6 separate regions of the Mus musculus genome follow, and all the other regions are linked to region 1. A link is a contact called in public HiChIP or PLAC-seq and promoter capture Hi-C data. All regions are on one chromosome and are shown on one strand. The core of a region is the stretch at or near the end of the contact, and the rest is flanking DNA. Distances in the headings are between cores, read along the strand shown.

Evidence for each region. Promoter capture Hi-C pulls out the DNA fragments that hold promoters and counts their contacts. HiChIP or PLAC-seq counts read pairs in DNA pulled down with a chosen protein or histone mark.
Region 2: a promoter capture Hi-C map of pre-B cells shows a contact between it and region 1, with 9 times the contacts expected there. The contact joins the promoter of Zfp942 here to the promoter of Zscan10 in region 1. A contact is called at or near these places in 13 of 39 promoter capture datasets (the 3T3-L1 cell line, 3T3-L1-derived adipocytes, the HPC-7 cell line and 8 more) and 2 of 9 other capture datasets (embryonic stem cells and liver).
Region 3: a promoter capture Hi-C map of pre-B cells shows a contact between it and region 1, with 4 times the contacts expected there. The contact joins the promoter of Zfp983 here to the promoter of Zscan10 in region 1. A contact is called at or near these places in 4 of 39 promoter capture datasets (cranial neural crest, hippocampal neurons, liver and 1 more) and 1 of 115 datasets of contacts at active chromatin or transcription factors (astrocytes).
Region 4: a contact with region 1 is called in a promoter capture Hi-C map of pre-B cells, with 16 times the contacts expected there. The contact joins the promoter of Zfp758 here to the promoter of Zscan10 in region 1. A contact is called at or near these places in 11 of 39 promoter capture datasets (the 3T3-L1 cell line, the C10 cell line, the HPC-7 cell line and 6 more), 4 of 115 datasets of contacts at active chromatin or transcription factors (embryonic stem cells, large pre-B cells and stem cell-derived neural progenitor cells) and 1 of 9 other capture datasets (embryonic stem cells).
Region 5: a contact with region 1 is called in a promoter capture Hi-C map of embryonic stem cells, with 5 times the contacts expected there. The contact joins the promoter of Zfp994 here to the promoter of Zscan10 in region 1. A contact is called at or near these places in 2 of 39 promoter capture datasets (embryonic stem cells and hippocampal neurons) and 1 of 115 datasets of contacts at active chromatin or transcription factors (astrocytes).
Region 6: a contact with region 1 is called in an H3K27ac HiChIP or PLAC-seq map of embryonic stem cells, with 2.8 times the contacts expected there. The contact joins the promoter of Zfp946 here to the promoter of Zscan10 in region 1. A contact is called at or near these places in 8 of 39 promoter capture datasets (the 3T3-L1 cell line, 3T3-L1-derived adipocytes, cranial neural crest and 4 more), 1 of 484 Hi-C or Micro-C datasets (B cells), 7 of 115 datasets of contacts at active chromatin or transcription factors (astrocytes, embryonic stem cells, kidney and 2 more) and 1 of 9 other capture datasets (adipose tissue).

What each region holds. Positions count from the first base shown.
Region 1 is chr17:23,597,799-23,602,782 of GRCm38.p6, reverse strand. It overlaps Zscan10 (zinc finger and SCAN domain containing 10), which reads right to left and starts at 1,957. Exons shown (of 7, transcript NM_001289481.1): 1 at 1,824-1,957. It also overlaps a transcript of Zfp13 not described here.
Region 2 is chr17:21,959,094-21,963,917 of GRCm38.p6, reverse strand. Zfp942 (zinc finger protein 942) reads left to right here and starts at 1,454. Exons shown (of 6, transcript NM_001199048.1): 1 at 1,454-1,662. It overlaps Zfp943 (zinc finger prtoein 943), which reads right to left and starts at 1,359. Exons shown (of 4, transcript NM_001025373.2): 1 at 1,099-1,359.
Region 3 is chr17:21,648,445-21,653,470 of GRCm38.p6, reverse strand. Zfp983 (zinc finger protein 983) reads right to left here and starts at 2,860. Exons shown (of 7, transcript NM_001357098.1): 1 at 2,599-2,860; 2 at 1,526-1,668; 3 at 1,126-1,204.
Region 4 is chr17:22,360,183-22,365,069 of GRCm38.p6, reverse strand. Zfp758 (zinc finger protein 758) reads right to left here and starts at 3,617. Exons shown (of 3, transcript NM_001347330.1): 1 at 3,363-3,617. The coding sequence starts at 3,488. Zfp944 (zinc finger protein 944) reads left to right here and starts at 3,670. Exons shown (of 6, transcript NM_176962.4): 1 at 3,670-3,902.
Region 5 is chr17:22,222,781-22,227,541 of GRCm38.p6, reverse strand. It overlaps Zfp994 (zinc finger protein 994), which reads left to right and starts at 1,928. Exons shown (of 5, transcript NM_001205095.1): 1 at 1,928-2,003; 2 at 3,448-3,531.
Region 6 is chr17:22,420,721-22,425,740 of GRCm38.p6, reverse strand. Zfp946 (zinc finger protein 946) reads right to left here and starts at 1,539. Exons shown (of 7, transcript NM_198003.3): 1 at 1,312-1,539.

The sequences.
Region 1 (4,984 bases), core at 708-3,207:
CACCCACTGGCTGCTGTACCCTAATCACTGCTCACTGCAATCTCTTCTCCTGGCTTGAGCAAGAGGCATTGTTTCGAGTTCAGTAAGTTTTTGCCTGTCATTTGAAGTGATTTACTTTAATGACTTGAACACGTGCAATGGAACAGCAATAATAATAGTACTACGTAGTAGTAGTTGCCACTTTGAAGTTTTGAAGTCCTAAGAATCAAAGTACGGTTCAGGGAAAAAAAATCTGTAATAAACACCCAAAAACTAGGAGGATGAGACTTGAGATGTAGTTCTCTTAGTAGAGTGCTAGCCCTACCAAACATGTGGGAAGCCGTGGGTCCAATCCCCAGTATACAAATGTCCTCTAAATCCTAGAACTTGGGAGGTAGAGACAGGAAGATCAATTGAGTTCAAGGTCATCCTCAGCTCAGTTGGTGATTCAAGGATACACGACTCTGTCTCAGAAAACAACAAACATATTAGAAACAAAAAGGAAAAGGAGAGAGAGGTTATGGAGCCAGCCACAGGTGAGGCAGGACTGAAAGTTTCAGGCTCGCCTGGACTTAAGTGAAGTACAAAGCTGGCTTGGGCAACTTAGTGAGATTCTTTCTCAAAAATAAAAACACAAAGAGGGGTTGGAGTAGTATCTTCAGGGCCTGTGCCCAGCCAGCACATCGAGCCCTAATTTCTGGCTCACACACACAGGAAACAGCATTGCATTTCGCTGTCTGAAGAAGCATATGAAATATGATATGGAGGCGCTCCAGGCTCAGAGCGTGGCTGCTTTTCCGGAGCTCATGAGACTTCAAGTCCCAGAACTCACATGGCAACTCCCAACTGTTGGTGGGACCCAGTTCCCTCTTATAGTGCGCAGATGCACATTCATACAAACCCTCTGTATATAAAATAAATAAACCTTAAAAAAATAAAAACAATTAGAGAGTGAAGTCACTCTGGCCACTCTGCAGCAGATGCTCGTGAGTTCCAAGCGTTTAGCAGCCCAGTCAGTTGCCTGCTGCTCACTTCATCCCGCCCGGACTCACTTGCTAGATCAACCTATTAATCCTACAGGTTCAGAGAGTCCAAGGTGATTTACTCACAGCTTCACCCGGTGCTGCAATACTGCTTGCTAAAGTGGAAATGGGGTTCCGAACCCACTATTTGCGTCCTACCCCATGAAATTTTGCCAGTATTAGCTTGGAGTATGACAGCATAGATAAGAAAGAGAGAATTCTAGATTCTGGTCAAAGGCCCGCCTAACCACACAGCAGCTGGAATTTCTAGGTGAGGACTTGCCAGAGGTTTCCAAGAGATGGAATTCAGGCAAGTAGGCCTTAGAAAGCCTGTCCCTCCCCCAGGTCTCCAGGACAAAAGGCCTATTAATATGCACCTCTGTAGGGGGTTGGCTGGGTGTGGGGCGAGAAAGCTCTTTAGTGAAATCTGGCCGGTCTAAATTTGTATGTAGGTACTGCTATAAAATCCACCTACACACTAGGGAGCTAGAGTGGTCCTCTGCAAGAAATAACCCCCTTTCTCTGCTAGCAGTCTAACTTGCTCAACTCTGTTAACTTGTTTTTTTTTTTTTTTTTTTTTTTTTTTTTAAGGCAGAGATCCCCTTCTGGTGCTAGGAACGCATGGCATCGTCACTTCTGGGACCCTCCCTCATGTCTCCAAGGCCACAAATGCATCATGCTGTGTGGCCTTGGAGTCTCCAGCACGAGTTACCCGCTCATTATAACCAAGACTTTTCTAGCTCTCAGCCTACCAGTAGGTCCCCCGAAACACCCTTCACTCTCCACAGTGCTGTAAGCCTACACCCCAGCCCTCCAACTCACCACTCCAGGTACCGACGCCTGAGGCCGAGATGTTTGGGGATCCTTGGGAGAATTCAGGGTAAGAGGCAGCGTAGCCTAGTTTGGGAAAGGAATCCCGGGAAATGGAACAGGAAGTTCCCTGCCTGACCCATCCCTTTCAGGTAAGGGGATAAAGGGGCTTCCAGGAATTAACCCTTCACCTCCCAGTCTGGGTGGGGTAAGGAAGAGGGAGGAGCCAGAAACAAACCAAGGGAAAAGTGATGACTCCAGATTCTAACTTTGCCAAGCTTCTGTAAGAGTTAAGTTACTCTAAGCCAGAGCTTCTCCATCTACGCGGAGACAGACTGATGCCCTTTTGGGGCCAAGAGCTTCTGTTTTACGTGCTTGCTGTGTGTAGGCCTCTTTGCTTGGCTTTTCATTCATACAACAAATATTTATCTACATGTTTATTAAACAGCAGGCTCTAAGGACATGGAGCTAAACTGAGGAATGAGGCCCTGCCCCAGGTGGATTTGGGGTGTGGGGGTTGCATTCCAAGGAACAGATGAGACTGCAGTTGTAAGAAAATAAAATAGGTCAATTAGAGTGGAAAACACCTTTAATTCCAGCACTCAGGAGGCAGAGGCAGGTGGATCTCTTATTAGTTCAAGACCAGCCTGGTCTACATATTGAGTTACAGGTTATAGTTACGTGGTGAGACCTTGTCTCAAAGTAGAAAAGGAGGGGGACAGAAGGCAGGTGTGATGGTTTACACCTGCAGTGCTATCTTTTCCAGGTTCAGCTAAGGCTGGAAGAGTGCCCTGAATTCCAGATGGGCTTGGTGTAACAGAGTGAACTTGTCTCAAAAACTCAAAACCAAAGGGATACATCTCAGTTGGTAGAATGCTTTCCTGCCAAGCAGGAAGCACACATCATAAAATTGGGCATGATCGTGCACACTTGTAATCTCTGCATCTGGGAAATGGAGGCAGGCCTCTTTCAGCTAATATGAAGTCTGAAGTCACTGGGCTACATGAAATCCCGCCTCAAAACAAACAAACAAAAACCTGGGCCACTGACTTCCACAAGTAGTCCTCTGACTTCCACATGTGCCCCCACCCAACCTATAAATAAGTAAATAAATAAATGTAGTGAGAAAAAAATTAAAACATACACCGACAAGAAGATGTGATAAAGATGAGTGTTCCTCAGTCCATATAGCTTTTAAAAGTCTCCCCCACCAGAATCCTGCTAGTGGCTTTGTCCTACTAACAGCGCCCTCCGCCTCGCCCCGCCTCTCAGGAGAAGTTACCTCCACAAACCCTTTGGAGCCCACTTTAAAGTCAAACTCTCCCCTTTGCATTGATGGGCTTTCTTAGTTACATGCTCCCAAATACAGAGGAGGATTCCTTCCGGGAATCAGTGGTGCTATCTGGAGTGTCCACCCCGTTCTAGAGTGCACTACATCACTCGCGGGGTCAAGGAAACTCGGCGCTGGTCGCCCCCAAAGCCCTGATGTCTCAGACTGTCGTGACTAGGCCCAGCCTTGCTCTGGCTGCTCCTAAGTTTCCCTGCTAGGGTCAGCATCCAGCTTATTTTTAACTGTGTGGGGTGGATCTCACTGGACCACCCAGTAGGCACCAGTTTTCTTACTGCGCTCTATGTCCTCAGCACAGAGCCCAACGCCTAGCACGCAGGACACAGGAAAAGGCTGAGCGACAGCTTGACTTAGGCACCGCCCTCAAGAGATTTCCAGTTTTTCAATGGCAGAGCACCTCAACTTCCTGCTGCGGACTCCTCCCACAATCCTGCAACTTTGATTCCTCTCTAGAAGCCCCAACCCAAGAGAGGTGGGCCGGATGGTGGGAGCGGGGCATTCTGGAATAGGCGTGGCCTTCTCTGGAGGCGCGGCGAGCAGGGTGAAGGAGTGGAGAGCTTTCTCTAACAGCAGCTGGGCACAGTGGGTAGAGTCCTTCCTGTCTGTGGTTGCGGTGGTTTGGGGGGCGGGGAGGAGGGGGCGCAACAAAGGTTCTGAGAGTAGGGAGGAAGGCTGACGAGTTTACAGCTTGTGTAAACAGGCTCCCCAACTCCTGCTTCTCTGCGTGGTCTGAGCCCGCACATGTTCACCTTTACACACTAGCCTACACACTAACCGTAGACATGAACCTATCCTGCTTCTTGAACTCTAGTGGAGGCAGCCGCCCACCCTGGGGAAGCAGAAACCATCGTGTACCCAGCAGAGGGCCCTTGACTGGTGGTCCAGCAGAACCAAGGTCCACAAGGGAGGGAGCAGGGAACTGCTGGGTCAGAAAAACCTCTCCTCAAACTGGCAGGCAGTTAGGGAACACAATGTGCGTAGGACGCGGTGGGTACACTGTCTACTGTGTTCAGTTACTAGTGAGTCGTAGGACAATGTTTCTTAAGGACTCTCTCCCTGTGACTGTTACAAATTTGTTTTGTGTTTATATGTGTATGTATATATGTGTTCCTGCTGTATACATATGTATACAGGCACACGTGTAGTCATACTTGTGTGCAGGCTGAAAATCCATGTCCATTGACTTCTTTGATTATTCTTGTTTTTTTCCCCTCTGAGACAGGGACTTACTATGAAGCACTGGCTGGTCACTGTGTAGATCAGGCTGGCCTTGAACCCACTAAGGGGTATCCCCTTGCCTTCTGCCTTTCTTCCAAGTCCTGGGGTTAAAGGCACACATACCACTATGCTTGGCGCTGTCCTCCTCCTCCTCCTCCTCCTCCTCCTCCTCCTCCTCCTCCTCCTCCTCCTCCTCCTCCTTTTTCTTCTCCTTCTCCTCCCCCCCCCCCGCCCCCTCTGTCTCACTGTGTAACCTTAACTGGCCTTGAGCTTTCTCTGTAGACCAGACCTCAAAGATCTGCCTGCCTCTGTCTCCTAGGTGCTTCAATGAAAGACATGTGCCAACATGCAGAACATGCTGCCTTGGTTGCTTTGTTGTTGTTGCTGTTGGTTTGGTTTGGTTTGGTTTTGAGGGGGGAGTATCCGTTACTGAACTGGGGCTGGATGGCAGGCTTGACTGGTTGGCTCCAGGGATCCATCTACATCTGCCTGCTGAGTGTAGGGAGTACTGGTGTTTACTGCCACATCAGACTTTTAATGTTGGTGCTGAAAGTGTGAACTCAGGTCTTCAAGTTGCTATGACAACCGTATGGTCTGAGTCGTCTCC
Region 2 (4,824 bases), core at 205-2,704, 1.6 Mb after region 1:
TGAATGATGCCTCCAAAAAGGAAACTGTGAAGGAAAGAGTAAATATCAGAAATAAAAATGTCCCTTTTAATCTAAAGATTTCATTTAACTATGTGAGATGTGAGTCTCATTCACACATAGCTCAGACACAAAGAGAGTCATTCTCCCAGGAATCCTGAAAAGAAAGCTGGAGAGACTGCAAGAAAACTATTGTCTCCCATAGAAACCAGACTGCTACACTTGTCCAAAGGGAGATCTCTGCAAAAATCCCTGTCAGCAGAGTCTAAGCATTCCCACTCCTACAGGATGTCCACAACCACAGGACTTGATGATAACAAACCCTACAATAAAAAAAAAAAAAAAAAAAAAAAAAAAAAAAAAAGCTTGGCCACATATGTAGGTGCAGAGCGCTTTTCTTCAACCACAGAGATCTTTTTTCTGATACAGGAGAGTGATCGTAGTTGTACAAAAGATGCTTTCTAAAACTTTAATCTATACTGGGTTTTCTAATCATAACAATAGAGTGGTCTGATACACTCACATAGCAATAGTGAGCTTGCCTGGCCCTAAGGTGTACCATAAGAACTCAGCATATGAAGACGCACTTCTGAATGCTTTATTTACATCCGAAACTGCATACAACACTAAAGTCTACTTAGTAAATATTAATGTTTACAATCACAACCATAGCATAACATAAAGTATATTTTCTCGTTCAAAAAAAAAAAGAATCTGTACTGGTTCTTCATATGGTTAGTATAAATACAAAGTTCTATTTAGCGAAGTAAAAGGTATTCTCTTGAATAAGCAATTAGTAAAACACGGGTGTTAGAAACATGAATACATTTACGTCCCGTATGCTTTGTGATTGACACAATAGCAAACAGCAGATAATGCAACTGCTCTATCATTTTTAATGAGTTATTTTACAACTGAATATTCTGATAACTGGAGGATAAATGAAAAAAAAAATCATGATAGACCCCCAGTTCACAGGATCTCAATTTCCCGACAACGGTAAGATAACAGAACTGTGAGAGCGGCATCCATAAAAGCAGCTGCGTAAAACACCCCGCTGCTCCGCTCCCTCCCGTTTCCCAGCCCCGCAGCGCCTCTGACCTGGGACCTTCCGGGGCCACCGGGCTGCGGTGCCCGCCGCTGCGCTGCTGACTCTCCCAGGTCCGCAGCCAGGAAACTGCGTCTGAGGAGCTTTCCGGTTTCCGGAGGAAACTGGGGCCGAAAAACCAGCGCTCAGTTCGAGTACACATGGATTACACAGGTAGCAAGGGGAATGGTGGCTTTTCACGTCATTCTGGCCTGGACATTTGGAGCTGGCGACCTAGAAGAGAACGCAGCTGGACGGACTCTACCAACGTAATTAAGGAAGTGAAAGCGGCGGGCCTGAAGGCGTTAGCGCTGTCACGTGACCGGAACCGTGGTGTCCTGGGCGGGGCTAGGGGAGCCGCTCCAAAGATCGTGGCCAGAGACTGGGAACCGCGTCCCCTTAGGTACCTGTTGGAGCCAAGTTGTCTCTACTCCCACTGCGGGCGACTTACCCTGGCCTGGTTCTTTTCGAAGGCCGTAAACTCTCCTCAGATGCGGTTTCCTGTGCTGACCTGGGAGAGTCAGCCATCAGCCGCGCAGCCGCGGGCACCGCAGCCCGGCGGCCCTGGAACCTTGCAGGTCAGAGGAGCTGCGGGGCTGGGAAATGGGCTGGAGCGGAGCAGGGGCTTGTTTTCTGCAGTTGCTCTTAAGGACGCCGCGCTCACAATTCTGCTGTGGATTTTTATCATTGTCAGGAGGTTTGAGATCCTATGAACTGGGTGTATCGTGGTTTGTTTGTTTGTTTGTTTGTTTGTTTCATTTATCTTATGGTTACCAGAATGGTTTCCGAAAATAGTGTCGTAGAACATTTGCAGTACTGTAGTTTGCACACGGGGTTCTCTTTGTTACAGCAGTTACAAAGCTTCTCGAACTTAGATTTCTTAACTCCCTTGACCCATCATTTGCCTACTCAGGAGAGAGTGGCCTCTGGCCTGGGAAATAGGCATTCCCAGAGAGCTTTGTAGATATTAGTCTTATGAGGAACCAGTACACATTTGAGTGAATCAGAAAATATACATTACGAAGCACCAAAATTATGACTGTAAACATTAAGTTTTACTGACCAAAGTTTTGCTCCCCGTTAGAGTTCCATCTTAGATGCATGCTCTCTTTGATGTAAATACAGCATTCAGACATGTGTCTTCATATGCTTAGTTATTAACATCACACCTTACGGCTGAATGAAAATGAGATGATGACTGTCCAAAGGTGTGGCTGAGGAGAAGGTTAATTGTAGGTCATGATAATGCTCAGATTAGCTGGAGAAAACAAACAAACAAACAATTCCACCATTTGAGTAAGGGTTGTTAAATACTAACCAAGAGATGGACTTTGGTCACATGCTCCAGAGCTTTATAAAGACAAACCTATAGGCCACCATACTTTCCCATGCATGAGGTTTTGCAATTTTCTCAAGAACTAAAACTCCCAGCATTCCAAGAAGGTACCTGGTTCTTGCGAAGGTGGTGCTTACACGGTATTTTTGGGTTTTACAGTATGAACCAGAAAACAACCAGAGGCCACTTGAAGAGTCCAGACTGAACTAGGTATGGGGGTCAGGGAGGGACCAAGAGAAAAACCAGGAGCCAGGAAAGCTTCTAGCCAAAAATGTCGACTTTGATGTGTTAATAGGCACTTAAGTTAGCCATTCCTCTTGTGATATAGTCCAGCCCAGTATGCATGCTGTGAGAGGAAGATGTTTTTATAGATAGAAAAGTCAGTATAGAGTTTTTAAAAATAGGAAAGCATCTTTTGAATAACTGTGATTGCTCACTTACATCAGAAAAATGTCTCCTTAGTTCAAGAAAAGCACTGTGTCCACGCACATGTGACCAAACTATTTTTTTTTGTTTTGTTTTATTTTGTTTTTATTTTTGTTTCATAGTTTGTTGTTAGTAGTTTCTCAGACTTTGGACTTCTTGTAGTTGTGAGAACACCTAGACCCTAGAGTCAGGGCTTTTTTTCACAGACCTGTTAGAGAAGTGCAGCAGCCTTGATTCTGTGGGTCAGAATAGTTTTCTTGTAGTCTTCCTTGCCCCTACTAAGAGGTCCTGGGAAAACAACTCTGCATTTGTGTGAACTGTGTATGAATGAGTCTCACATCTCATAGAGTAAAATGAAATCCTCACAGAAAACGAGACTTTGGCATGATATTTTCTCTTTCTTCCTCCATGTCTCCTTTGGACAAGTGTAACCATTTTTCATTTTTGTTTTATGAAAAGTTTCAGGTGCATTCTGAAGAATTTCTTTCCTATATACAGGCCTCCCACTGCTCAGCTAGATCTGCTCACAGCTGAGTAATAATCTACTGTGCAAATGTACTACATGTTCTTTATTTATTCTTCTGTTGAAGGTCATCTAGATTGATTCTAGTTTCTAAATATTGTGAATAAAGCTGCAATGAGCCTGGTTTAGCAAGGGTCCTTGGGTAGATTGAAGTGTCCTTTGGGTATATGCCCTGGACTGAGTAGATCTTGAAGTAGTCTGATTCCCATCAGTTTGAAAAACTGCCACACTGATTTCCTTAGTGGCTGTACAATTTTGCACTCCCTCTAACAATGGAGGGATGTTTCTATTGCTCCACATTTATATCAGCATAAGCTTTCACTTGTGACGTTGATTTTAGCTATTCTGACGATTATAAGATGGAATCTCAAAATAGTTTTGATTTGCATCTCCCTGAAGGCTAAAAGTGTTGAATATTTTAAAGTATATTTTGGCCATTTGAGTTCCCTCCATTTAGAATTCCATGTTTAGATTTGCAACCCATTTATAAATTGTATATTTGGTTGTTGTTTTTTTTTTTTTTCACAGCTAGATTCTTAGGTTCTTTTTGTAATTTTGGATATTAATTCTCTATTGGATATAGAAACCCTAGACCTCGTAGTTACTTTTCATATCCTGTTGCATCAGGAAAGTTTGTGGCCCAAGCTCACAAGCTTGAATAAAGAATCCCATGTACTTGCATCAGAATAAAATAAAATAAAAAGAATTGGTAAAAATCTTCTTACACTCTGTAGGCTGCTGCTTTCTCCAAATGATGGTGTCTTTTGCCTTATAGAAACTTTTCAGTTTCCTGAAGTCCCATATATTAGTTGTTTTTCTTAGCACCTATGTTATTTTTTTCTTTTGTTTTAAAGAACGTCTTCTTCTGTGACAGTATGTTCACTTTTATTCTCTTGTCAGATTCAATGTCTTTGGTTTTATGTTGAGGTCTTGATCCACTTGCACTTGAGTTTTGTGCTGGGTTATAAGTATGGATCCGTTTGAATTCTGCTAGATACAGACATCCAGGTTGACCAGCACTATTAGTTGAAAATGGGAAATCTTTTTTTTCATTTTGTATTTCTGGCATCTTTATCAAAAACCAGGTGGCCATGTATATTTATGTCTAGGTCTTTAGTTCATTTTCATTGATCAATGTGGCTGGTTTTCTCCCAATATTTTGAGGTTTTTATACTGTAGTTTTAAAGAAAACTTGAAAATGGCAAAGGTGAGAACTCCAGAAATTTTTTTTATTGTTAATGATTGTTTTAGCAATTTTCCCTTTTTTCTCTCATTAACATAATATTGAAGTTATCTATTTAAAAACCTGTGAAGACATATGTTGGAATTTGGATGTTACATGCCTTGAATCTGTAGATTGATTGCCTTTGTTAGGATGTCCTTTTTTAATATCTTAATCCTCTTGATCTGTGAGCATGGGAGATCTTTTCATCTTCTAAAATCTTCTTTCATTTC
Region 3 (5,026 bases), core at 1,611-4,110, 2.0 Mb after region 1:
GCATGGAATAAGGATAAATGTTGGAGTTCATCAAAAGACCCTCACTCACAAAGACCACAGAAAGTGCATTCACTGCAAACCGCAAGAGGTTTTTTATTGATCCATCATGTTGGGGACCCTCCTCTCATCACTCAGGCCAGAGACAAAGACCCAGAACAAACAAAGAACACACTTTTTAATACCTTGTAAGAGGCAGATTTAGGCAACAGGATAGCTGGCTTATTCTTTTTTTTTTTTTTAATAAGATTTTTCTCTTCTTTATAGTCTTACTGTACATGTCATCATTAGAGAAAGGTAGTTTCTTCCTTCCAGTTGTCACTGGCTATCACAGAGTAAGCTTAAGGCAGTCAATGATCATGGCTATAACCATTTTCCCAGCCACAGGCTCCGTACTCGCAGAAATTTACTTAGTATCTTATTCTTTTTTTTTAATTAGGTATTTATTTCATTTACATTTCCAATGCTATCCCAAAAGTCCCCTAGCTGGCTTATTCTAATTGGTGTAGCAAGTAACCTTTTTAGGCTTTCCTTGCTTTGTATAGGAAGATTAAGTAACCCTTTGGCCTAGTCGCTCACTCTGCCTGCCCTTGTGGTTTTTTAGCAAAGCAACAGTATGTTTTGAACTTATGGATCAGCTATTAACCTCACAGCTATTAAATCATGGCTATCAGAGTCAGGGGAATTTCAGGGACAAGGTCAGGGTGGTTTGTGGTCTTTCTTAGAATTTAGTGTGGGTCAGGGTAGGGGACTTTCTCTGGGAACTGCTATCTTGTTATGGTTATTTTTCTGAGAACAGCTCATTTTGGTTTGGCAGCTGCAGACTTAGTCATTTTGACCGCTATGGTTCTGAACGTCCCTTCAGGGGAGAAGGGGCTGGGTGGTCTTGAACTTTATTTTGGACTCTACATAACATCACTCACATGCACAATCAAATAAATTTTATTTGCCTCCTAGCATTCAATTTTTGTGTAGGAAGAATTGTAGGACAATTCTGAGGTGATTTTGTCTCAGTGGAAGTCTCCAGAATTATTTCTAGTGAAACAGAAAGTGGCAAAACTGATTTCATGTCCCACTTCCACATTCACTTGAATCCCTTGCCATCCTTTCACCAATCCTCCAACATACCTGGATCCTTAGGTACTGTCTCCTCCCTCTCCACCTTCTAGGTTTCCACAGATAAGCAGGTCTGGGTGATCAGTGAACCCTGCACATGAGAAAAAGAGTATTTAGCAAGCACCTTCATTTCTGGCACAGCACTGTGCTCAGGAGATAAAAAGAAAATTCTACGGCGATCCCCCAATTCTCATGCAGTGTCAGAATACTGAAAATATTTAGGAAGCATTTTCAGTTAGTGTAACTTGAACCTCACTTTCAGTCACAGCTCAGTCAAGTCTCAGGGGCACAAATGGAACTGAATGACTGGGATGAGAATATGATACACTAGAGAGGTTCTGAATTTATTATGGACTAAAAAAGGATGGAAGCTTTACACTGTCAAAGATCTCACAATTGCAGAATAACTTGCCTCTTCCTGAGGAGGAACAAGGGAGGCTGGAAGCAAACTGTTCTCACCCACACAAACCAGAGTGCTGAAATTCTGCAACAAGGCCTTCCCAGAAGGGTCCTGACACTGCCTGTTCTTCTGGAAGTCCACAGTCACACCAGTGGCTGAGAAATGACCACAAAATACAAAACAGCAGTTTAAGTCCTTGTCCTGGTGCACACCTTTAGTCCCAAATGTAGGGATTAAAGGCGTGTGCCAATACCACCTGGTTTATAATGCGCAAACTGTGAAAATACTGTGACCTATACCCTCAAATAGCCTACTGTGCCTTTCCAGGTTCTAGGAACTCAGCACAAAAACACGATTTTCTTTTCTTTCTTTCTTTCTTTCTGTCCTTTTGTTTTTTGTTGTTGTTGAGACAGGAGCTCATCATGTAGCTCTGGCTATCCTGACCTCACCAAGCAGACCAGGCTGGTCTCCAACTCTTTGATCTGCCTGCCTCTGTCCTCCCTCCCCCATGCTGGGATTAAAGATGCATGCCAACAAGCCTGGTGCATTTATAGCAGAATATTGCATTTACATCAGGGAGTGCATGTCTCCGAAGGAAAGGTAATGGTGGGTATAGAGTTTACTTTTAAATGTTAATGGTTAAAACCATATCTATGAAACTCGCAAAAAAATATGCTTTTGGATTCAATTACATTTGCAGCCACTCCTTTCATGACTGCTGTCTAAAAGCTCTCAGCAGATGCCAAGTCACCAAGTATGTTCACGGGTATAACAAGGGAGTTAGCATGGATGAATGTAAATTCCAAGAGCTTTGTCCTTTTCACCTAAATAAAGAGAACTGTTTTGCAAGCATCAAAAGATAAATTCAAATATTCTCCTAGACCACTCTACTATGAATATTTTGGCAATCAGGTGAACAATAAAAAACAAATCAGGATTACTTCAGTTCATATGACCTAAAATTGTGTTGACAAGGGAAGAAACCCACAGCAAAACTTCAGAGCTTGCTTCCTTAGGAACAGCAGAGAAACTGATCACAGCCTGGTCCCCTCCCTCCCCTTTCCCAGCCCCTCAGCTTCTCTGACCTGGGAGGATCCAGGGCGGTAGGGAGGCGGGTCCAGCTGCTGCACTGCAGACTTCCCCACCATTCCCCGCGCGGCGCCCACGTCAGCCCCGAGTTTTACCTTCCCCGAAGTCCACCCTGTGTTCTGACCCCAGGTCTGCACCACATGATTCCCCACGGTGCAGGCCTGCTTGCTCTGCACCTGAACAGGTCATTGACACTCAGGCTTTGGCTCTCAGTACAACTACCCAGGCCTCATCAGCCGGTTCCCAGCTTCCGTTTACGTCACCCCCTAACTCCTCCCACTCTGAACACTTTTCTACATCACACACCCGCCTCAACAGGCCACATCCTCACACCCTCTGTTTCCGGGTAAGTGGCCCCGCCTTACGGAGATAGCTCCCTCCCATTCTGTGTCAAGCTGCCTTCCACACAGCTCCAGATGTCAGGCTGAACAGTCTCCCCTCATGCTTGCTGCCAGCCTAGACCAGAAGTGAGAAGTGGACCTGCTAGGAGGCTGTGCACCCAATGTTTGACACACACAGTGAGTTTTGAACCCTTTATATCCAAGATAGCCTGACACCTGGACTTGACAACCAGCCTCTGGGCTACATAGTTCATACCAAACAGCAACAGGCTCTCCCATCCCAACACACAAACATGAGAAGCCAAAATACTGAAATTCTGACTTAGGGAGAGACATTTAAAGAACTTAAGTCAGAGATCTGGTAGCTTTTGCTACCAGCCCAAGGCAGAATTCACCCCGCAGTGTACTGCTTTCACCACAAGAAGGCAGACTTGCCAGTTCACTAACTCAGAAAGACATTAGCCTTCTATGACTCATACTTAAAGTCCTTTGAGAGAAAATATAGAATTTCTTCCTTCTGTCGTTCCTTCCTTCCTTCTTTCCTTCCTTTTTTAATAGAGTGATGGGTGCAGAGACTCTTGACTATCCTGATAGAGAAAATAAGTAAAACTTAAGCCGTCAGCTACACCATCAATCTCTACCTCTGGGGACACCACCAAGGAAGAAGAGGTGGTTAGGAAATAAGAAGGGAAAAAGGAGGGGAAAGGCTAAGACACGACACAGCATTCTCCAGACCATACAACTATTGTAATCAGTAACCAACAGCAGCTGTCTTTATGTGCACTGGCCTCACACAAGACCACAGTCAGTGTAGGTTAGGGAATGGCACACACAACCTCTCAGATGTTGACTATGGATAGATTCATAGATTCTAGAAGAGTGATGTGCCTTTAGCATATCAGGGTCCAGCACACATCAGGCTCCAAACCCACAGTCTCACAAATGGCTCTGGTTCATCTCAGTGGATCACAAGCAATATGAATAGATATGGACACAGTAGAGTGACTGTTGGAATTGTGAACCAGGATAGTGGAGAGGTAGGAGATGAGAGTGGGCAGTATTTGATGTGAGCGCACAAATGCACACACACATTCTGTGTGTATATACATGTATATGTGAGTGTAAAATAGTTAATAATAGAAAGATTGGGAGGATTCATTCATTCATTCATTCAGGACAGGATTTTGCCATGTAAACCTGTTTTTAAAGGCAACAGTTTAAATGATTACATCAGTCTGTAATTTATTGCTTGGTAGCATCAGTATCTTATGGGATTTTTGTTTTTGTTGACTTTGTTGTTGTTTTGCAAGATAAGTTGGCCTTGAATTCACTGAGATGAACCTACTCTGGCTCTAGCATGCTAAGGTTACAGACATGTGCCACCATGCTGGACTCATTATCTGCTTTAGAAAGAGCTAATATCAAGAGTCAGGAGTTGTCATTAGTCTCCCTGTGGGAGCCCCACATTTTATGGAGACTTTGGTGACTCACTGTAACTATTGGCTACAGGAGGCATGCAGCCAGCTCTTAGAGTGATTGATGGACTAACTGCACAGCAGAGGCATTTAGCCTTGCACCTCCAACCCCCGAACCCCTGACTAGGCAAACATCAGTCCCCAGCTTAAAAAGCTATGGTTCAGAGGCAGTGTCTAGGAAAGGGCTGGCGTTCAAGCCTATGATTTGTAGCCCATGGTCTCTGCTGCCTGGCCCGCTGTCAGCTCTGGGGGGCACAGCTCTTTCTTTCTTAGCCTGAGATATGAAACCCTGGAATCACGCTCAGCAAAACAGCATGCATTCTAACCTGTACTCGGAACCCTGACCACATAGCTAGGGGAAAACCCAACATTGGCAAGGAATCATTTCTCTTTCGTTCCTAGCTGCCATCATGGCTTTTATCTTAAAGGGATAACATGCCTTTTATCTGCAAAACTGAAATAATTTAGATTAAAGGAAGTTTGTGTCACATGTTGGTTTTCCAAATGTTGTAGTAAATATTAATTGGGAGTTTCTACCTTGCCTTAGATCATTTACTTCCCAAATAAAAAACACAAAACCTTTATATTTATAATAAGCTTTAAAGCAT
Region 4 (4,887 bases), core at 2,368-4,867, 1.2 Mb after region 1:
CAGGATTTGTGACTGGGGGGTCTCCCCACTAGGTCCTTTCATTAACATAAAGACAGAACACAGGGTTATAAATGGAAGGCAATATAGATATAACTTTATAGTTTTTACAGATATTAAGCAAATCTTATCAAAATCCTGCTGGCATTATTTTAGGAAATATAATTTTAGGAAGGGGAGAGATTAACCATAAAAGATAAGAGAAAAAAAAAAACTACAAAATACTCTAAAACTCTAATATCAGAAAAAACTAAGAGGCAATAACTGTTCGGACTAAACAGAATGCTAAAAATATAATAATAAAAATATTAAGATATGATCAGTGATGTAAATGGGAGGGGACAGCATCCTTCACATACAAAACCAAATTAAATTACATTTACCTCTGTGTATGAATTCTCACATAGAGAGTCTTCTACTACCTACAATGGGAATATTCTGATATGACTCCCAGTGCAATTATCTAGAAATATTTGGAATGAAATGGAATCTGGCCAAACCAATCTCATGTCCTCTTTCTACTGGGACTTGAGGCCTTCCCCATCCCTTCCTCAATCCCTCTAACAAATACGATCCTTTGCAACACTTTCCTCTCTTCACCATCCAGGGCTCTCAGATTCACAGGTAAGTAGCACTGACTGAGCAGTGGGCACCTGCATATGGGAAAGAGTCTTCAGAAAATACCCAGAACTTTTCATGGAACAAATATAAATGATGCCTCCAAAAGGATAAATGTGAAGGAGAAAGGTTGTATGCCGGCCCTAGGCCTACAAGAACCAGGCACATCTGGGAGGCAGGCTGGGGCTGAAAAAGACTTAGATGGCAAGAGAGATTAATGGAGACCAAGACACGATTCTGTTCAAGGCCCGCAAGTTTACTAAGAGACCATGCTTATAAGAGGAAAGGCCCATCCCCACCCCTGTCCACTCTTGGTGCCTGGAGCCAGCCTGCAGGCGAAGTGCAGGATAGGATGTTCCTCCCAGAATATCTCAGGGGCCTCTCAGCAGGTAGCAGTCAGTGTCTTGGAGGAGAGCAGTGGCAGGTGACAGAACAATAGAGCCATCTAGTTCAGAAGGATCCACCCTAGGTAATCTCCTTCTTAGTGGCAGCAAGGTCAAATTCTGGATCAGCCTGCCTCAAGGCTGAGGCAGAGAAAATATCATAAATAAAAATGTCCCTTTTCTGCCGGGCATGATGGCGCACACCTTTAATCCCAGCACTCGGGAGGCAGAGGCAGGTGGATTTCTGAGTTCGAGGCCAGCCTGGTCTACAAAGTGAGTTCCAGGACAGCCAGGGCTATACAGAGAAACCCTGTCTTGAAAAACCAAAAAAAAAAAAAAAAAAAATGTCCCTTTTCATCCAACAATTTCATTTAACTCTGTGAGTCTCATTCACACCCAGCTCAGACACAAGCAGAGTCATTCTCCCAGGAATCCTGGGAGGAGATGGGGAGACTGCAAGAAAACTATTGTCACCCACAGAAATCAGACTGCTACACTTGTCCAAAGGTAGATTTTTACAAAAAGCCCTGTCAGCAGGGTCTAGGCATTCCTACTCCTCCTACAAGAAGTCTAGTCACAGCACTGAATGTTAACAAACCCTACAATAAAAAGAAAAACAAAACAAAACAAAAAAACCCCAGCAGCTTGGCCACATATGTAGGTGCAGAGTGCTTTTCTTCAAGCACAGAGACTTTTTTTCTGATACAGGAGAGTGATCACAATTGTACAAAAGATGCTTCTAAAACTTTACATAGTGTTGTCTAATACACTCACATAGCAATACTGAACTTGCTTGGACCTAAGATGTACCATAAGAAATCAGCATAGGAGCCTTACTTATAATAGCCAGAAGCTGGAAAGAACCCAGATGTCTCTCAACAGAGGAATGGATACAGAAAATGTGGTACGTTTACACAATGGAGTACTACGCAGCTATTAAGAACAATGACCATGAAATTTGTAGGCAAATGGATAGAACTAGAAAATATCTTCCTGAATAAGGTAACCCAGTCACAAAAGAATACACATGGTATGCACTCACTGATAGGTGGATATTAGTCTAGAAGCTCAGAATACCCAAGATACAGTTCACAAACCACATGAAATTCAAGAATAAGGAAGACCTAAGTGTGGATACTTTAGTCCTTCTTTGAAAGGGGAACAAAATACTCATAGAAGGAGTTACAGAGATAAAGTGTGGAGCAGAGACTGAAGGTATGACCATCCAGAGACTGTCCCACCTGGGGATCCATCCCATATACAGTCATCAAACGTAGACACTATTGTGGATGCCATCAAGTGCTTGCTGACAGAAGCCTGTTAGAGCTGTCTCCTGAGAGGCTGTGCCAGTGCCTGACAAATATACAGGTAGATCCTCGAAGTCAACCCCTGGACTGAGCACAGGGTCCCCAATGGAGGAGCTACCGAAAGGACCCAAGGAGCTGAAAGAGCTTGCAGCCCCATAGGAGAAACAATATGAACTAACCAGTATCCCGAGAGCTCCCAGAGACTAAACCACCAACCAAAGAGAACATACACATGGTGAGACTCAAGGTTCCAGCTGCATATGTAGCAGAGGATGGCCTAGTTGGTCATCAATGGGAGATGAGGCCCTTGGTCCTATGAAGGTTCTATGCCCCTGTGTAGGGGAATGCCAGGGCCAGGAAGTGGGAGTGGGTGGGTTGGGGAGCAGGGGGTGAGGCGGTGTATTCGGAGGAGAAACCAGGAAAAGGGATAACATGTGAAATATACATAAAGAAAATATCTAGTAAAAATTAGGCAATTTAAAAAATAAATCAGCATATGAAGACGCATTTCTGAATGCTTTACTTACATCCTAAACTGCATACAACTCAGACGAATAATTCATGGGCAATAAAAAGTATGCTTAGTAAATAGTAATGTTTACAATCATAGCCGTAGCATAACACAAAGTATATTTTCTCGTTCAAAAAAGTGTGCACTGGTTCTTCATATGATTACTATATACACAAAGTTCTACATAGCAGGGTAAAACGTATCCTCTTGAATAAGCAATTAGTAAAACACAGGAGTTAGAAAATATGAATAAATTTACATTCCGTAAGCTTTGTGATTGACACAATAGCAAACAGCAGATAATACAACTGGTCTATCATTTTTAATGAGTTATTTTACGACTGAATATTCTGTTAACTGGAGGATAAATGAAAAAAAACCATGATAGACCAACTGTTCATAAGATCTCAACTTCCTGACAACTGTAAGAGATCCACATCAGAACTGTGAGAGCGGCGTCCATAAAAACAGCTGCGGAAGCCCCCCCCCCCCCCCCACCTCCCCGCTCCGCTCCCTCCCGTTTCCCAGCCCCGCAGCGCCTCTGACCTGGGACCTTCCAGGGCTGCGCTGCTGACTCTCCCAGGTCCGCAGCCACAAAACAGAGTCTGAGGAGCTTTCCGGTTTCCGAAGGAAACTGGGGCCGAAAAACCAGCGCTCAGTTCGAGTACACATGGATTACACAGGTAGCAAGGGGAGTGGTGGCTTTTCACGTCATTCTGGCCTGGACATTTGGAGCTGGCGACCTAGAAGAGAACGCAGCTGGACGGACTCTACCAACGTAATTAAGGAAGTGAAAGCGGCGGGCCTGAAGGCGTTAGCGCTGTCACGTGACCGGAACCGTGGTGTCCTGGGCGGGGCTAGGGGAGCCGCTCCAAAGATCGTGGCCAGAGACTGGGAACCGCGTCCCCTTAGGTACCTGTTGGAGCCAAGTTGTCTCTACTCCCACTGCGGGCGACTTACCCTGGCCTGGTTCTTTTCGAAGGCCGTAACTCTCCTCAGATGCGGTTTCCTGTGCTGACCTGGGAGAGTCAGCCATCAGCCGCGCAGCCGGGGGCACCGCAGCCCGGCGGCCCTGGAACCTTCCAGGTCAGAGGAGCTGCGGGGCTGGGAAATGGGCTGGAGCGGAGCAGGGGCTTGTTTTCTGCAGTTGCTCTTAAGGACGCCGCGCTCACAATTATGCTGTGGATTTTTATCATTGTCAGGAGGTTTGAGATCCTATGAACTGGGTGTATCGTGCTTTGTTTGTTTGTTTGTTTGTTTTCATTTATCTTATGGTTACCAGAATGATTTCCGAAAATAGTGTCGTAGAACATTTGCAGTACTGTAGTTTGCACACGGGGTTCTCTTTGTAACAGCAGTTACAAAGCTTCTCGAACTTAGATTTCTTAACTCCCTTGACCCATCATTTGCCTACTCAGGAGAGAGTGGCTTATGGCCTGGGAAATAGGCATCCTCAGAGGGCTTTGTAGGTAGAAGTAAAAAGAGGAACCAGGGCAGACTTGACTGACTCAGAAAGTAAGGGTCCAGACTTAACCAGGATGTGATTGGAAAGAGAGAGGTGGAGTTGGACAAAGGAAGAGAAGGGAAGAGAGAATAGGGGGCAAGAGAAGAAGCGGGAGCCAAGAAAGCACCTAGCCAAAGTTGTCTCCTTTGATACTGTTTGGTTTTGGATGCCAGGACAATGGACTGAGGTGCATATTTTAAATATCAAAGCAGACCTGACCTCAGGGTTCTACCAACCTGAGAGGCCCTGCCCTCAATCCTAACTTTTCAGCCCAGGGTCCTGGTTGCCCTTCCACTAGAGGTGCCTCCCTATATAATCCAAACGTTTTGGTCTCTATCTCTCTTCCTCCTCTTCTTCTTCCTCTTCCTCCTCTACTGTGGATGGGCCTGTTCTTGTGAACCAGTCCCCTAATGAATATAGGAGCCAATCACTGGGTGAGTACATGGGACTTTCAGGTTGGACATAGGAAGAGAGTAAACAAGAGAGAGTCGGGTCCTTTTGGAACCAAGACAGCATATGGGTAAGATGTAGCTGCTTGAGTGTCCCAGTATCATGGCAGATCCACAA
Region 5 (4,761 bases), core at 679-3,178, 1.4 Mb after region 1:
GCAGGTACTCAAGTGATACACTTCATCCTTGCCCCCAAAGTGATCACTGATTGGTGAATAAAGATGCCTACAGCTAAGAGATGGGCAGAAGAGAAAGAGACTTGGTGGGGAGGTGTGTCAGAGAAGAACCCTGGGGAGAAAGAAGGTGGAAGTAGAGGAAGCCACCATGGGCTAAGAGTCTTAGAACAATGGCCATGTTGACTGGCCAATTGGAGTTCAAAGCAGCCCTGATGAAACATGGCAAAATATAGTGGGATTAATAGTTGGGAAATAGACACAGTAATAGCACAGATGATATATACATTCCTAGTTCTAGCACTGATAAAGGCATATTATGAAGATTGTGTATGTCTTTTACCTTGGAAGTGAATGATCAAAACCTGGGTAGAAACAACAGTTGAGATTATATGTTTTCCACAACACATTGCAAACAATTGTAAGACTTCTATGATAAAAGGTTCAAGTTTTTGAAGACAGAAATTAAAGAATATACTAGACTGTGGAAAGATCTCCCATGCTTGTGGATGAGGAGGCTTCACATAGTAAAATTGGCCATCCTACCAACAGAAATCTATATATTCAATGCATTCCTTACCCAAGTACCAGATTCTGAGCTACAGACCAGAGTGATAAAATGAATGCCCTTTCCCGTGAGAATTCAAGTATTACCATGTCCATTTTCCTTACCATTCTGATCCCGAATCCATGAATCCCATCTGCATGGAATTTTAAGTAGTATAAACTCAGATCAGAAGGCATTTTATTTTTCCTGGCTATCAAAATTCTGTTGTACTATCACTGTATTTTTGCTTACAGGAACTGGGGCTGACGCTGGTGTTTTCATTCATGTTATGATTGTCAGACAATTTATAGGAAAATATTTGTGCAAACTATTTGCATTATCTATTTTCTTTGCTATTGTGGCCATGACAAATATCTTGGAGTTTAACTTTATCAGTGCTTTCCACTACCCTGTTATACAGCTTTTGTTTCTACAGAGTGACCTTTGTCCCTGGAGCTCCCCAGAGAGCTTGCAGAGCACCCTCCCATCATTCTCTGTCCCATCTGTCTTTATCCACATTTTCATCTCAGTGGTCCCTCTTATACTTCATGTATGCTTTGATACATGGTTTGGAAGGAAGCCAAACTTTGTGAGTCATTTTTAGTATTGTGTGTTGGGGTGCAACATAAGAAATTGGAATTTATCTCTTAAACTCTTGTCTCCCTTGCCTCTACCTCCCTAGTGCCTCTCCCTGCCCTCCATTCCTTTCCACCCTCTTTCCAGGAGGGCATGGCCAGCCTCCACTTACCTACTCTCTCCTTCTGTCTTTCTCTGCCTCTACTACTCTCTTAACTCCCATCCGCATGCCCTAAATAAACTCTATTCTATACTTTAAAAAAAAAAAGAAAAGGAATTTAACGCCTAGGTTATATTTTGCTGTGCGATTGTAGCCGAGGAGGCTAGCGTCCCAAGCTAAGAAGTTGGGCTGCCTATTTATTATCTGAGGGTTTCAGAACTACCTCTCAGATGTCAGAGTGCAGCATCATACAGAACCAGTTTTTCCTAGTCTGTCAGCAAGCAGCAGGGAGGTTGTGCAGAGCAGGTCCACAGGTGGAGCTGTGAGGCAGGAAGCCAATGACTGAGTGGGAGGGAATGGAATCCCCGGGGCAGGGATAAAGGCAAGACCAGGACATTGACCAGACAGGAAAAAAAGTATTAAAAATTAAGGTTGAGAAAGCGCTTGCTCACAAAGTGTTTGGGGGAACCACGTGACCCTAAGTATGGTTTATTGGGCGGGTCTAGGAGAACAGCTCCTAAGATCCAGGCCGGAGTGACAGGAACTTCCACCAATCAACTTTCTACCTTTCGGTTTCTGCGTCCTAGCTGTCTCTGGACCCGGAAAAGTCTCCTCAGAAGCATTTCCGTGGCGGAGGGCCTGGGGAGGCGGCAGTCGGCAGTGCAACTGTTGGCACAGCAGCCCGGCGGCCCCGAAAGGTCCCAGGTTAGAGGCGCTGCGGGGCTGGGAAACGGGAGGGAGCGGAGCAGCGGGGTGTTTTCCTCAGCTGCTCTTAAGGACGCCGCTCTCACAGTTCTGTCATTGGTTTCTTACCACTGACCGGAAGTTTCAGATCCTGTGACCTGGGATTTATCGTGATTCTTTAAAAATGTATTTTACAATTACTGGAATATTCAGTCATAAAATCACTGGTAAACCAGAACACCCTCCCCGCCCCAACCTAAGCTCCCTGGGACTAAACCACCAACCAAAGAGTAGACATGCAGGGACCCATGGCTCCAGCTGCACACTTAGCAGGAAATGGCCTTATTGGTCATCACTGGGAGGGGGAGCCCCTTGGTCCTGTAGAGGCTCAATGACCCAGGGTAGGGGAATGCTAGGGCGCTGAGGTAGAAGTGAGTGGGTAGGTGGGGGAGCACACTCATAGAGGCAGGGGGATAGTGGGTTTGTGGAGGAGAAACTTGGAAAGGGGATAATATTTGAAATGTAAAAAAAAAAAAAAAAAAAAAAAAAAAAAAAAAACCAATAAAAACACGAAGAAAAAAAAACTTGTTATAGAGCGGTTGCATTATCTATTTCCTAATATGACAATTACAAAGATAGTGGAAAGTAAATTTGTTCTTGCTTTCTTGCCTTGTTTTACTAATTGCTTGTTCAAGAGAATGCCTTTGGCCCGGTTAATAGGCATCCACAGAGAGCTTTGCATATAATATTATATGAGGAAACAGTGCCCATTTATTGAACCAAAAATATAGTTTATCGAGCCCTACTGTTATGGGTGTAAACACTAATATTTACTAAGCAGACTTTTTAGTGGCCATGAACTTTTTAATCAGAATTGTATGCAGTTTAGGATGTAAGTAAAACATTCAGAAATATGTCTTCATATGCTGAGTTCTTATGTTACTCCTTGGGTCCAGGCAAGCCCAATATTGCAGTCTCTTAAACCAGACTATAGATTAAAATAAAGTTTTAGAAAACATCTTTTGAATAATTATGATCACTTCCCTGTATCAGAAAATTGTCTCTTTGGTTGAAGGAAAGCACTTTGCCCTCACATAGGTGGCCAAGCTGTTGTTTTTTACTTTAGGGTTTGTTATCATTCAGTGCTGTGTCTGTGGACTTCTAGTAGGAGAAATGGGAATTCCTAGACCCTGCAGACAGGGCTTTTGGCAGAGATCTCTTTTGGACAGTGCAGCAGTCTGGTTTCTGTTAATGACAATAGTTTTCCTGAAGTCTCCCTAGCTCTTCCTCAGAGTTCAAGGGAGAATGACTGTTCATGTGTCTGAGCCTACATGCTTAGAGGAAAAGAGACATTTTTATTTCTGATATTTTCTCTCTCCTTCATGTTTATCCTTTTTTAGGCATCCTTTATTTTTGTTCCATGAAAAGTTCTGGGTGCTTTCTGAAGACTCTTTCCCTTGTGCAGGTATCACACTCATCAGGTAGTTCAGCTCACCTGTGAAACTGAGAACCCTGGATGGTGAAGAGAGGAAACTAGCAAAGGATCCAGGTATGTTAGAGAGAATGAAGAAGGGATGGGGAGGGGCTCAAGTCCCAGTACAAAGAGGACATGAGATTTGTTTTGCCAGATTCTATTTCATTCTAAATATTTCTAGATAATTGCAGTGAGAATAACATCAGAATATTCCCACTGTAATTTTTAGAAGACCTTTTATGGAAGAATTAATTCACAGAGGCACATGTAATTTAATTGGTTTGTATGTGAGGGATATTGTCCCCCTCCCATTCACATCCCTAATCATATCTTTTTACCAGTATTAAATATTTTCTTTGTTACAATTTTAATGTATTGTTTAGTCAGAACACTTGATGCCTGTTAGTTTTTTTTTCTGCTCATGGAGTTTTGGAGCATTGTGTAGTTCCTTTCAGTTGTTCTATCTTTTATGGTTAATTTCTCAGTTCCCTAAAATAATGCCAGCAAGATTTTGATAAGATTTGTTTAGAAACTTTGCATAGTATTAAACTCTGTCTATATTACCTTCCCACTGATACCTGCTGTAGTCTGTCTTCTTGTTGGTTTTGCAAGATTTGCATTGCTATAATTTTAATATACTTTGAAATCACCCTTGGGTTTGATACTTCTCTCATATATTTAAAATTTTTTGTGGTTTCTCATTTTATAAATTTTTGGAATGATTTGTCTATATTTAAAAATGTCTCTGTGATTTTGGTATTTTACATTTCTTCACGTTTGACTGAGAACATGCTAACAGTACCTCAGATTACAAGTCTTTTATGTGTTCCTGTGTCTTCTACTGATGTCAACATTCCAGATTTTTTAAAGAAAAATGTTTTCAATTACTTTTATGATTATTATTCTTTGTTTTTCATACTCCTGTCGCCATCCCCCTCTCCCTGTCTCCAAGAGGACATCCCCACCTGTCATCCCCACCCCACTTGACCTACCCACTCCCTGAGGCCTCACGTCTCTTGAGGGTTAGGTGTGGAGAAGACATTTCTACTCTGCAGTCTTCAGTAGATGAATTTTTTATTTGTTGTTATTTTTTGTTTTGTTTTGTTTTTGAAACACTTTATCTAGGTAGTCCTGGAAGTTCTGAAACTCAGAAAATAAACCAATGCTTGAACTGAGACATCCACTGCCGCAGCCTCTCCAGTGCTGGGGTAAAAGGCTTGCACCACCTGGCCTTTCTGACTTGTTCTGACATGACCACACTTGAGACTTCTGCATGAGGTTTGAGAAGATTGTTCTTCTCCTGTT
Region 6 (5,020 bases), core at 290-2,789, 1.2 Mb after region 1:
AACCCCTCGTAAAACAGATGCAGTCCTTAAAAGTCTCACAACAACAATCTTTTGATTTTTGTGCATTAATTTGGTCTTCAGTTATTTTGGGGAAAGTTTTCTCTCAGTTGTAGAAGTTCCCTGGTGGAATTTTTTGGGTCACCTATATATACTGTCATATCATTTACAAATAAGATTTTTACTTTTTCCTCTGTAATCCAATGTTTATTTTCTTTATTTCCTTCAGCGGTCTTCTTGTGCTAGCTAAGAATTCAAGTTTCATATTGAATAGACATCGTGGAGAAAGTGAATGGCCTAGTTTGTTCCTGATTTTATTGCAATTGCTTTGAATTTCTCTTCATTTAATTTGATATTGGCTGTAGGCTTCCTGTAAACGGACCCATTTCTCAATGCTTTACTTACATCCTAAACTGCATACATCTCAGATGAATAATTCATGGGCAATAAAAAGTATGCTTAATAAATGTTAATGTTTACTGCAATAACTGTAGTGCTCCATACGGTCTACTTTCTAGTAACCTCCCCCCAGCCTGAAGCAGGCTAAGCCAGACCTTGAACTTGCTGCCACTAAGGAGATTACCTTGGGTAGAGCCTTCCTACCTAGATCACTCTATTGTTCAGCCACTGCTGCTACCAGCTGGGACGGAGACTATTCCTGCAGCTGGTTCCAGGCTCCAAGGATGAACTGGCGGGAATGGGCCTCCCCCACCCCCACCACACCCCCCCCCCCCTTTATAAGCGCATTTGCCATTAAACATTTGAGCTTTGATCAGGAATCTTGACTTAGCTCCATTTTTCTCTCCACCGCCTAGTTCCCCTCTCTTTTCAGCCCCAGCTTGGCTTCCAGGTGAAATCCGGTTCATGTGAGCCGCGGTCGGCTTCCAACACTTCCTGGTTCAAAAAAAAATCTGTACCGTTTCCTCATATGACAATTATATACAAAGCTCTTGGAGGATACCTATTAACCAGAGCCAAAGGCGTTCTCTTGAATAAGCAATTAGTAAAACGAGGCAGTTAGAAAGCATGAATGAATTTACATTCCAGGAACTGTTACAATAACTAACAGCATATAATAATGCAACTGCTCTACCAGATATTTTATGGGTAATTTTATGACTGAATATTCTGGTAAATGTACGATGAATGAAAAAAATCACGATAAATCCCAGTTCACAGGATCTCAAACTTCCTGACAACCGTAAGATATCCACAACAGAATTGGGAGAGCAGCGTCCAGGGAAACCATCCCCCCCCCCCCCCTTACCCCCACCTCGGCTCCCGCCCGTTTTCCAGCCCCGCAGCGCCTCTGACCTGGGAGGTTCCAGGGCCGCGGGGCTGCGGTGTCCGCCGCTGCACAGCTGACGGCTGACTCTTCCAGGCCCGAGTTTTCCCTAGGTCCAGAAATAACCAGGACAGGAAAACCAGCCCCCGGTTAGAGAACAAGTTGTTCACTTAAGTACCTAAGGGAATGGTGAATTTTCCTATCTGACTTGATCTTTGGAGCTGCTCTCCTAGACCCGCCCACTACGGCCCCGGTTCCGGTCACGTGGTTCCCCCCAAACACTTCAAGCCAGGCGCTTTCTTTTCCGTAATTACTTTCCTAGACCCTCTGGTTTTTTCTTTTTGCTGGCCCCCTCCCCGCCCGACAAGTACCCACGCCCCAGGGAGGTTCCGGCCCCTCCCACTCAGTCTCAAGCAGCCTGCTACAAAGCTCCAGCAGCCAGGCTGCCCTAGACCTGCTCTGCACAGCCTCCGATATGCTTTCACACCAGAACAGGATAAGTAAGGACGCTGCACCCCAATATCTGAGTCCCAATTGAGTTCTGAACCCCTCAGATAAAAGATGGGCAGCCTAACTAAGAAGTTAAGATACAAGCCTTCTGAGCTTTTAAAAACGCTCAGCAAATGGCAACCAATACCCACAATTCTGATTTCTTTCCTTCCATTCCCTACACAAAATACTAAAAGTAAGTAAAAAAGCCTGGCTTCTTCCCAAAGCCAGTCTTAAAACATGTGAAATACAAGAAAGACTAATCATATGAAAATGTGGATAAAAACGTATGGGACAGATAATAATAAGAGGAGAGCTGTGCAAGCTCACGGGGGAGCTGCAGGGGTAAAGGACACTTGGTAGAAACTGCAAGTGGTAGAACAGGGCACTTGGAAAGCATGAATAAAGTTAAACTCCAGGAGCATTGTCCTGGCCACAATAGCAAAGAGACTAGGTAATGCAAATACTTTTCCCGAATATTTCTCTGTAAATAGCATAGCAACCATAATATGAATGAAAACATCAGCATAAGACCCAATTTGTGTAAGTGAAAATATAATGATAGCACAACAGAATCTTGATAGCCAGGAAAAAATAAAATGTGGTGAGTTTGCATTATTTAAAATTTCAAGCACAGGGGATTCATGGTCAGGATCAGGATGGTAAGGAAAATGAACATAGAAATGAATGGATTTTCAAGGGGAAGGACATTTGTGCCTAGCACATCACTTTATCACTCTGGTCTGTAAGATACAGGCTGGAATTTGGATAAAGAATGTGTTGAATATGTAGACTGCTTTTGGTAGAATAGCCATTCTACTTCCTAATTGTCTTCTTCAATTTCCTTTCTTCAAAGACTTGAAGTTGTATCATACAGGTCATATACTGGTTTGGTTAAAGTTAACACCAACATACTCTTTTTTTTTTTTTTTTTTTTTTTTGAGGCTATTGTGAAAGGTGTTGCTTTCCTAATTTTTTCCCTTAGTCCCTTTGTCATTTGTATATAGGAAACCTATTGATTTAATAGCTTTAATTTTGTATTCAGCTACTTTGGGGAAAGTGTGTTTGAGTTATAGAGTTGCCTGGTGGAAATTCTTGGGTCACAAGTATACTATAATATCATTTGCAAATAAGGGTATTTGACTTCTTCCTTTTCAATCTACTGTGTATCTTTTTGTATCTCTCTCAGTAGTCTTAACTGCTTTAGCTAAGACTTCAATTATTTTATTAAATAGATATGGAAAGTGTGGATATTCTTGGCTTGTTCCTGATTTTAGTGGAAGTGCTTTGAGTTTCTCTTCATTTAACTTAATCCTGGTTCCAGGATTAAGGCAGACTGTAACCTGCCTTCATTATGTTTAGATGTGTCTCATATCTTTTATCTCTACAGGACTTTTATGGAGAAGGGATATTCAATTTTGTCAAAGACCTTTTTTGCATGGAATGAGATGATCATGTCTTTTTGCAATATTGTATAGTGGTTTATATTTGTTGATTTTTGTACATTGAACTACCCCTTCAAAGCCTATTTGATCATGTTTGGTGATATTTTTGATGTGATCTTGGAATCTCTCTGCAAGTATTTTATGAGTATTTTTGCATGTATGTTCAAATGAACGAGCATTTGTGCCTGACACATCACTTTATCACTCTTGTCTTTAACATACAGGCTGACAAATGTTGTCAAGTCTATCAGCAACAAATCAAATATTCTTGCACCAGTGAGAGATGCTGTTTTTCAATTTCAGCAGTATTGTTTATTGCAAATGAATGTGTTCCGTGACATAATCCTTTCCATATCTTCAATTGAAAACAAAAAAACAGAACTGCAGCTTCAAATTCATGGAGATTAAGAGGGTATTCTGGGAAGGCATGAATAAACCAGGGTTTTATATGTTTCTTCTATGAAATCCACGATGCATGGCTTTTATAAAATCTGGAATTGACACTTCCTCAAATGCACAGCTACTTATGAACAGACATTTTTCTACATTTCTGAGCCTTCCATTCAAAGGTCACTATCACTTGTTTCAACATGAATTGTTTAAAGTAAGAAAAGCTCAAATAGCTATGTGTGCTGTTCAGAAAGTAGGACTCTAGTTTGTCGACCTCAGAATTCTAGTCTATATTTACTAAGGATATTCTCTCTGAGACAGAGATTTTCTCATCTCCCAGGTCTATCCTGCTTTTTCCATATCTCTGTGCTAGAACCATGTGAATCTATTTTCCAGCTGTCTTCCCCTAGCACAGAGGCTTAGAAAATACAATATTCATGAACAGTTGGACATACACTAATGTCAGCAGAGCATGGAATGATATTTTTAAAGGCTTGAAAGAAAATAAATGTCAACTGTAGCATTATATCCAGAAAAAAAAAAATGACTGCTAGAAGTGAGAGAATAGGAAGTGTACTTGAATATGGGGGGAAAAATTACACAGGGTTTTCACCCAGGACCCTTCTTAGATAATAATCAGATAAAACATGCACAGAAGAATCGGACACGAATTATCCATGAAGATACATAAAAGAGCACATTTCATGTAAGTAACAAATGAATACCAAAGACATGAAAGAAACCATCATGTATAACACAGGAAAGCACTAACACTCACTGGGAATGGAAAAAAAAAAAAAACATGAACGATAATGTATCAGCCAAAATGCCAACAGTATCTTCTGAATTAAAATCTCAGTAATACAGTAAAATCTCAGTAATAACAGTATTTCCTCCACTAATGTTCAAAAATCACCTAGTGCAAGTCAGAATAAAAGAAACACATTTCAACACAATAAAGAGCATATTGGTCACTCTAAGTTTACAGTCCAGAAAGAAGAAAATGTACAGTACTGAGCTGACACTGTCACAAGACAAAGTGTCATGTTCTTCCCAGTCGTATTTAATATAGTTTTAACCTAGCTATAAAGATTGATGGCGAGGCGTACTGGCTATTTTTCCAAAAGATGGGTTTTAGAGCAACAATCAAATGGCAGTGCATTAAAATTGTCAAAGTTTTAAGTCTAGTTCCAATGGAGTCCATGCTATCTTTTGGCCTCTGTAGTCTCTGCACATGTATGGTGCACAGACATAAATACAAAAGTCCAGACACATGTAACAATAATGGTAAAGTAACAAACTGAAGAAATTTGAGAGAGTCAAAAAAGCAAATAGATACAATAGGAAATTAAGGCACTTAACCATTTCATAGATGGTATGATTGTATTTATAACCTGAAAACACCACCAGAAAT